Regions from separate parts of the Mus musculus genome. Here region 2 is linked to region 1. A link is a contact called in public promoter capture Hi-C data. All regions are on one chromosome and are shown on one strand. The core of a region is the stretch at or near the end of the contact, and the rest is flanking DNA. Distances in the headings are between cores, read along the strand shown. Region 1 holds the start of Serpinb9 (serine (or cysteine) peptidase inhibitor, clade B, member 9). Region 2 holds the start of 1110046J04Rik (RIKEN cDNA 1110046J04 gene).

Region 1 (2,978 bases), core at 183-2,682:
AAAATACCTAATTAAAAAAAAAAAAAGATACAAGGACAAAGAGGAAGATAGCAGTGGGCCAGCTGCTTCAGTGACGTGGGATCAGGGGGAAAGTGACCCCAAGAACAAAAGTTAAGACAGGAGGTGGTCAGACTGGCTGTTGATCAAAGGAGAGAAAATACGGTAACCTAAAGGGACAGGAGGTTGGATCTCCTCCTGCTGGTGGAGGACAGAGGGTGAGGAAGCAGATGTTGCAGGTAAGGAAGCCAAACCTTGCCTCAAGCAAGATGATCAAGAAAGCCAGGAGCTAAAGGTCCTGCAGCTGCTGTCACTTCCTGCTGGGTCAGGGGTTAGAGGAGAGTGGTGTGAGGAGATTCTTGTGGAAAATGGAGCTGAGAGGATGAGCACCTTGGAGAAGCCAAAAAGCAACACAGCAAGCTTCAGGGAAGAAGAGATTGGAGAAAAGCCATGAGCCACAAGGAGAACACGTGGGAAAGAAAGCTTTCTAGATTGAGTATACCACAGGGTTTAAAATTGAATGGACTCTCAAGGTTAGCAAAATGGGTGACTCATCCTATAGACAGGGTGAGCCTCTCCTGTGTCTGAGAAGTCTTCCTAATGTTCTTTCCTGTTTCCCACCAAGGCTTCCTATGTTGAAGTTCTACTTATGCGTTTGGCCTCGTATAGTTTCATTCTTTGTCATTTTAAAAGCTTGTCCTTAAATAACTGAACAAAGAAATACTGAATCTCTATTAACTACAAAGGAGAATGAGGTTTTCTCAGCAACTTTGTAAGATGTAGCATCTGAGAGCCACCAAAGCCACACATGAGGCTACTGCTGAGTCACTGCAGCCATGCTCGTCTTGAGAGCCCTGCATGCTTAGGTGTGTCTCATTCTCTCTTTTCCTACTTTTCTTCCCTTTCTGTATTACTTTTTAAAAATATATTTGTGTTTGCTTCTCAATAAATCCAACTCCATCTCATACGATCTCTTTCAGAAATTTCTTTCTCTGGCAAAGTCAAGAATGGTGGTTTCACTTGAGTTGAGTTTTTTTTTTTTTTTTTTTTTTTTAAACATATTCCAATGCCCACAGCTCACATCGTGTGGCAAGCCTGTCGCCTGTGCCCCGGTCACTGCCACCTTGAACACTTAAGGCTGAGCCTCAGAAACATCTGTTTAGCAAAAGACCACACACATGATTGCATACTCTGTTTAAACAAAGTGCTCATGACTGGTTAAAAAAGCCAGAAAATGGGTTAGTGTTTGCCAGGAGAGGAGGCTGGGTGTGTGGAAATGGATTTAGACACGGGGCACCCTTCACATCTACCACTTGCCACCCCGCAGGCCCAGAGTTTTATTAAAATCCCTGACATTCTCCCTTGGTGCACAGCGAAAACTCCTGCTACTTTCACTTTCTCTAAGGACCCAGTTTTTTCCCAACCCCCACTCATCCTCTTCCTGCTGTGGTCGCCAGAGCCAGAAGCAGCCTGTCTCCCCGCCCCTGAGCAGGAGCACAAAACCAGAAGTCCCTGCCTTGTACAGGCAGCTCTGAAAGCCTACTGGGAGCATCAAGGCTGCAAACGCTGGATTGAGAAGCCGCAACTGTGGTAGGTGCGGGCATCTGGCTCGGGGTGGCGCTGTGGGACCCGCAGAGGTCATGTTTACAAGGCATAGGCTGAGTCCAGGAGGGAAAACAAGACTGCTTAGTTAGGGAAAGAGACAGCTGGGAGGTAATGTCTGATGAGCTTTTTAAATGGTGACTCCTTTAGGATCTCCAGCTGGCCAATGGCAGAGATGCAGATCTTAGGGCTGGTTTCTAAGCTGTGTTGGCTCCTCCTGAGCCAGGCCTGGGGACTGCAGGATATTGGCGGCCTCTCCACTGGTATCTTTTTATGCTTTCTATCAGTCCTTACCACCTAGGCAATTTGAAAGCCTCTGTCTTCTCCCTGTGGATCTTGCAAAGTAATCCCTCTCTTACTTCCGGACCCTTTAAACATCTGGGGTCTCTGGTACAAATTTGAGCACTGCTCATTCTCATTTATAAAATAATTCACTCCATGCTGACAGTGATCATATCTTTGATAACTTTATCTGAGAAATCAAATACCCCTTTATTTGAGTATGCTTACTATTAGAGTGCCAGACATCCCCCTTACCTTCAGAGAGCTCCAGAATATGGAGTAGAAAGGACAGCAATCAGTAAGAGAAAGGTGACACTTAAGAGAAAGGTGACACTTAAGAGCAGACCTGGGGTGGGGAAGCTGCACTAGGGAAGGAGAGCAGAGGCCCTGAGGCTGTCCTGTTCCAATGAAGTTGGGAAAGGGGAGTAGTTTGAACTCAGTGACAGGGATGGGGTAGGGAATGTTCTAGGTGAAATAAACTGCACTTCAAGGACTCAGAAGCAACTTTAAAGTGACATAAGGGCAGGAATGCAGGAGAAGGGGGCAAGCTGGGTTAGATGAGAGGACTAGCCAGAGAGTAAGTCTTTGAAATAAAGCAGCCCCACCTTTCCTCCAGAGCCCTGGAAGTCATAAGGGGAGGAGCCAGAGGATCCGAGTACACTCTCAGGTTGCTGTGTCCCTCTGTCTGAGGAATGGGAAGAAGTGTGGTTTGAGTGTTCTGATGCTCCCTAGGCTATGTGATCTGCATGTTAACTCAGTAGGAAGCACTCTGAACATATGTGAGGGTTCAAAGGTGAACCCTGGAACAGTGAGAGCACAGCCATGGGATGCACAGGGACTCAGAACTGGGTTAAAGTGTCAGGAGCAGTCACTTAGTCTGGGCCAAGCTGTCCATCCATCTGGAAGATGAGTCATAATCAGTAGAAAAGCAGCCAGGGTGCCTGCAGCTGATGCAAGGTCCTCTGAGCAGCTACTGCAGGGGAATGCTCCCCAATACACAACACAGTAATAATGCTAGCTTGTCTTTGGGTCTCATTTAGCATCTCAGTGTCTTTTCTGTAGCATCTCGAAAGTGGGGAGGATACTGTCTAATTCTT
Region 2 (2,978 bases), core at 206-2,705, 930 kb after region 1:
TCCTGGGTCCTGGGATTACAGGTATACAGCAACACATCTCAGTTCTCCTTCAATGTTTTCTATCAGATTTTGATTTCTGCTTCATGTTGACTAAAAGTAAAATCCATGTATGAGATGGTATGGGGAGACATGCAGGTATAGGAAGCCAAATAAACTTGGTATATGGAGCCAAGAGTGCCCCAAACACACCCTTTCTGCGTGATGACACAAGCCATATCGGATACAATTACTCAGAGCAGCCTTGAAACACTAGGACACACCCCATGTAAACGGATAACAGCAATCATCCCACAAGCCCCAGCGCCACAGTCCCTGATCACACATACTTTTACCCAAGGTTACTTGATATATTAGATCCAACACCCAACTCCTAAGCCACTGGAGGAAGGAAATGAGCAGCCTCTGGAAAAGACCTATTACAATCAATTGCCTCCCAAGCAGTCAGAAAAATAAGTGCCAAACCTCGCCCAGTTTTCCCTCACTCAGTGTTTCTGACACCATATGAATACTAGCTGTCCATATTTCTGATCCTAATGTGGAGAAAAGACCTAACCTAACGGGAGGAAAGGAGGAAGACCAGGCATGTATCTCAGTAGGAAAGAACTTGCTCAGCATTACAAGGCTCTGGGTCCATCAAAAAGAGGAGGGAGGAAAAAACAAGTTCACATGCCAAGTGCTTCTGGCACAGAAACTGTCAAAAACTTTGCCCATGATTTTCTCCTAACCTGACAGATATCAAATTTGTGAGTTTAGTAGGAGGGAAAACAAACAAACAAACAAACAAACAAAACCCAAAGATCTGGAATTGTTTCTCACAAGTATTTATGTTTGTGGGCCTCCGGGGTGCTTAAGATTTGTCACAAACTTCCCAGCACAGCCTGGGCAGCGCCCCTGGGAGATTCAGGCACACTGGACAGGAAAGGGTCTGAGCACCCAGCCCTTGGTCTCTCTCCCCCACCTCCCAGATCCCAACGCCCGTCCTAGTGCGTCACCAGCCTGCGTCTCTGGAGTCTCCAGGTTCACTCCGGATCGAAGGACATACGTGATCACCTGTAGCCCCGGGGCCCCGCGCAGCAGCCAGGCCGGCTCCGCGCAGCCCCCATCCCTCGCTAGCCGTCGCCTCCAAGGACTCTGGCAGATCTGGGAGGGCGGCGATGTCACCAGATGGCTGGGATCACAAGGCGACTCACTTGGCTGCGTCACGGCCCGCTGAAGCCGCTGTGCAGCAGAGGGAACCCGAGTCAGGTCCACAGGGCTCTCGCCGCGCGCCACACCCGCCTGCGTCCCCAGCTCCCCACCCCCACCCCGCCACCCCACCCCCGCCTCAGCCCACCGAAGAGCATACCCTAGATTCTCCTAGATTCTCGATTTCCGGACTGGTAGCAAGCAGAGAAGAGATGAGGAGGCCCCAACCGCGCCCGAGGCCTTAAATACTTATGGGGGGCGGAGAGTCGGGAGGAGTCTGAAGGCCAGGGTGCGGCCGCTCCCGAGTAGGAAAAGGAAGAGAGTAAGTAAGGCCAGGTGAGTGCCTGCGGACCCACAATCTAGCCTATCCTCTGGCTCTTGGCCACTTTGCCTCAGATTGGGCAGCTGATCTTTCTGGTACTTTCTGGATGCTTTGGCTACCTCCACTTAGCGATGCCAGAAGTGTGCCAGCACTTAGTGGATGGACATACTTGTGACAAAGCAGATCATAAGTTTAAAGTGAGAAAGGAAGAAAAGACTTTTAACTACTGGGGCTGGAGGTAGAGATCTTATTCAGCAGGCACAGAAAAATAAAGAAAGGTGGTCAGTGCCTGTGTCCCAGTGTAGCCTTCTCAGCTTTGGGTAAGCCTTTCCCAGCCATGAAAAGGATGAGCAGTATTCCCAGCCTTCAGCAGGCTAAACAGACCTTATCAACCTGGACACAGACATCTGTCTTGGCTGCAATTGCAGGTACCCATGGGAACTTTAAGGTTTTTGCGCTGACCTTGCTGCTACAACATACTCAAGCTGAAGAAGTGGATGGATTTTGTGGGTTTTTTTTTTCCTTTATAAACACAAAGCTTATTATCAAACTTTGAGCCTTGATCAGAACCTTTGTCTTAGCTTCATCCTTCTCTCACCCCTTTACCTTATTTCTAGCCCCCGTTTCAGGTAAACCCAGTTCAACCATGGCTGCTAGATGGCTACAGATGGACTTGAAAACTGGGGTGGGGGTGAAGGGGGGACTACTGAGAAGTGCTGTCTTGGGTGGAGCGCCACAGAAAACAGAAGAAAAGTGAAAGTATCCATGAAGCACTGTAAGCAACATGCAGCATTAATGCTAGTGCTAGCCATAAATTTTATTTTTTGAAACTGCTGCTGTAAAAAAGTGCTTTCAGGAGGATACAGGCTAGGCTGAAGAAGTGTTGGCCCGACATGGGCTTCGCCTAAGGTGTGGCTGCATAATGGGGCGAGGGAATTCTAAATAGGCATTTGTCCACAGCCAGGAGCTGCTCCAGGTGAAAGGAGTAGGATTTAAAATAAAATAAAAAGAGTAAAAAACAAAAAACAACAACAACCAAAACAGATGTTAGAAAAATTCTTAGCTCAAGTACATTTATGTTGTCCTTAATTCCCAGAAATAGGAATGGTAAATATATAAGTAAAAGAATTAGTCACGTTGAAGAGAAATTGGGAAAGTTAGAAAAGCAGGGCGCTGGAGAACAACTATCGGTAGCTACCACTGTGCCTCTTCTCTCTTTGGCAGAATTCCCAGAAGGAGATAAAGAGTGAGGCCTTGAACACGAGAGAGAGAAAAAGAGAATAGGTTTCAGAAATGGAGTTGTCCCCTGTCCAGGACGCTTTAGCACAAGAGAAGGAAAATAGATATAAGATATTTCAGAGCTCTCCTAGGGACAGGAAGAAATTGGTCCTGCTTCCTCTCTGGCTCCTGTTGGAGATATACTTAGTTCTGGTTAGGATATCTGGGTCCCTTTGAAACATCAAGTTCTATT

Evidence for each region. Promoter capture Hi-C pulls out the DNA fragments that hold promoters and counts their contacts.
Region 2: a promoter capture Hi-C map of hippocampal neurons shows a contact between it and region 1, with 6 times the contacts expected there. The contact joins the promoter of 1110046J04Rik here to the promoter of Serpinb9 in region 1. A contact is called at or near these places in 6 of 39 promoter capture datasets (the 3T3-L1 cell line, cranial neural crest, embryonic stem cells and 3 more) and 4 of 115 datasets of contacts at active chromatin or transcription factors (embryonic stem cells, large pre-B cells and pancreatic cancer cells).

What each region holds. Positions count from the first base shown.
Region 1 is chr13:33,003,109-33,006,086 of GRCm38.p6, forward strand. Serpinb9 (serine (or cysteine) peptidase inhibitor, clade B, member 9) reads left to right here and starts at 1,433. Exons shown (of 7, transcript NM_009256.3): 1 at 1,433-1,587. It overlaps Gm36181 (a long non-coding RNA gene), which reads right to left and starts at 2,699. Exons shown (of 3, transcript XR_382177.2): 1 at 2,487-2,699.
Region 2 is chr13:33,934,577-33,937,554 of GRCm38.p6, forward strand. 1110046J04Rik (RIKEN cDNA 1110046J04 gene) reads left to right here and starts at 1,456. Exons shown (of 5, transcript NR_040707.1): 1 at 1,456-1,521. Serpinb6a (serine (or cysteine) peptidase inhibitor, clade B, member 6a) reads right to left here and starts at 1,507. Exons shown (of 7, transcript NM_009254.3): 1 at 1,346-1,507.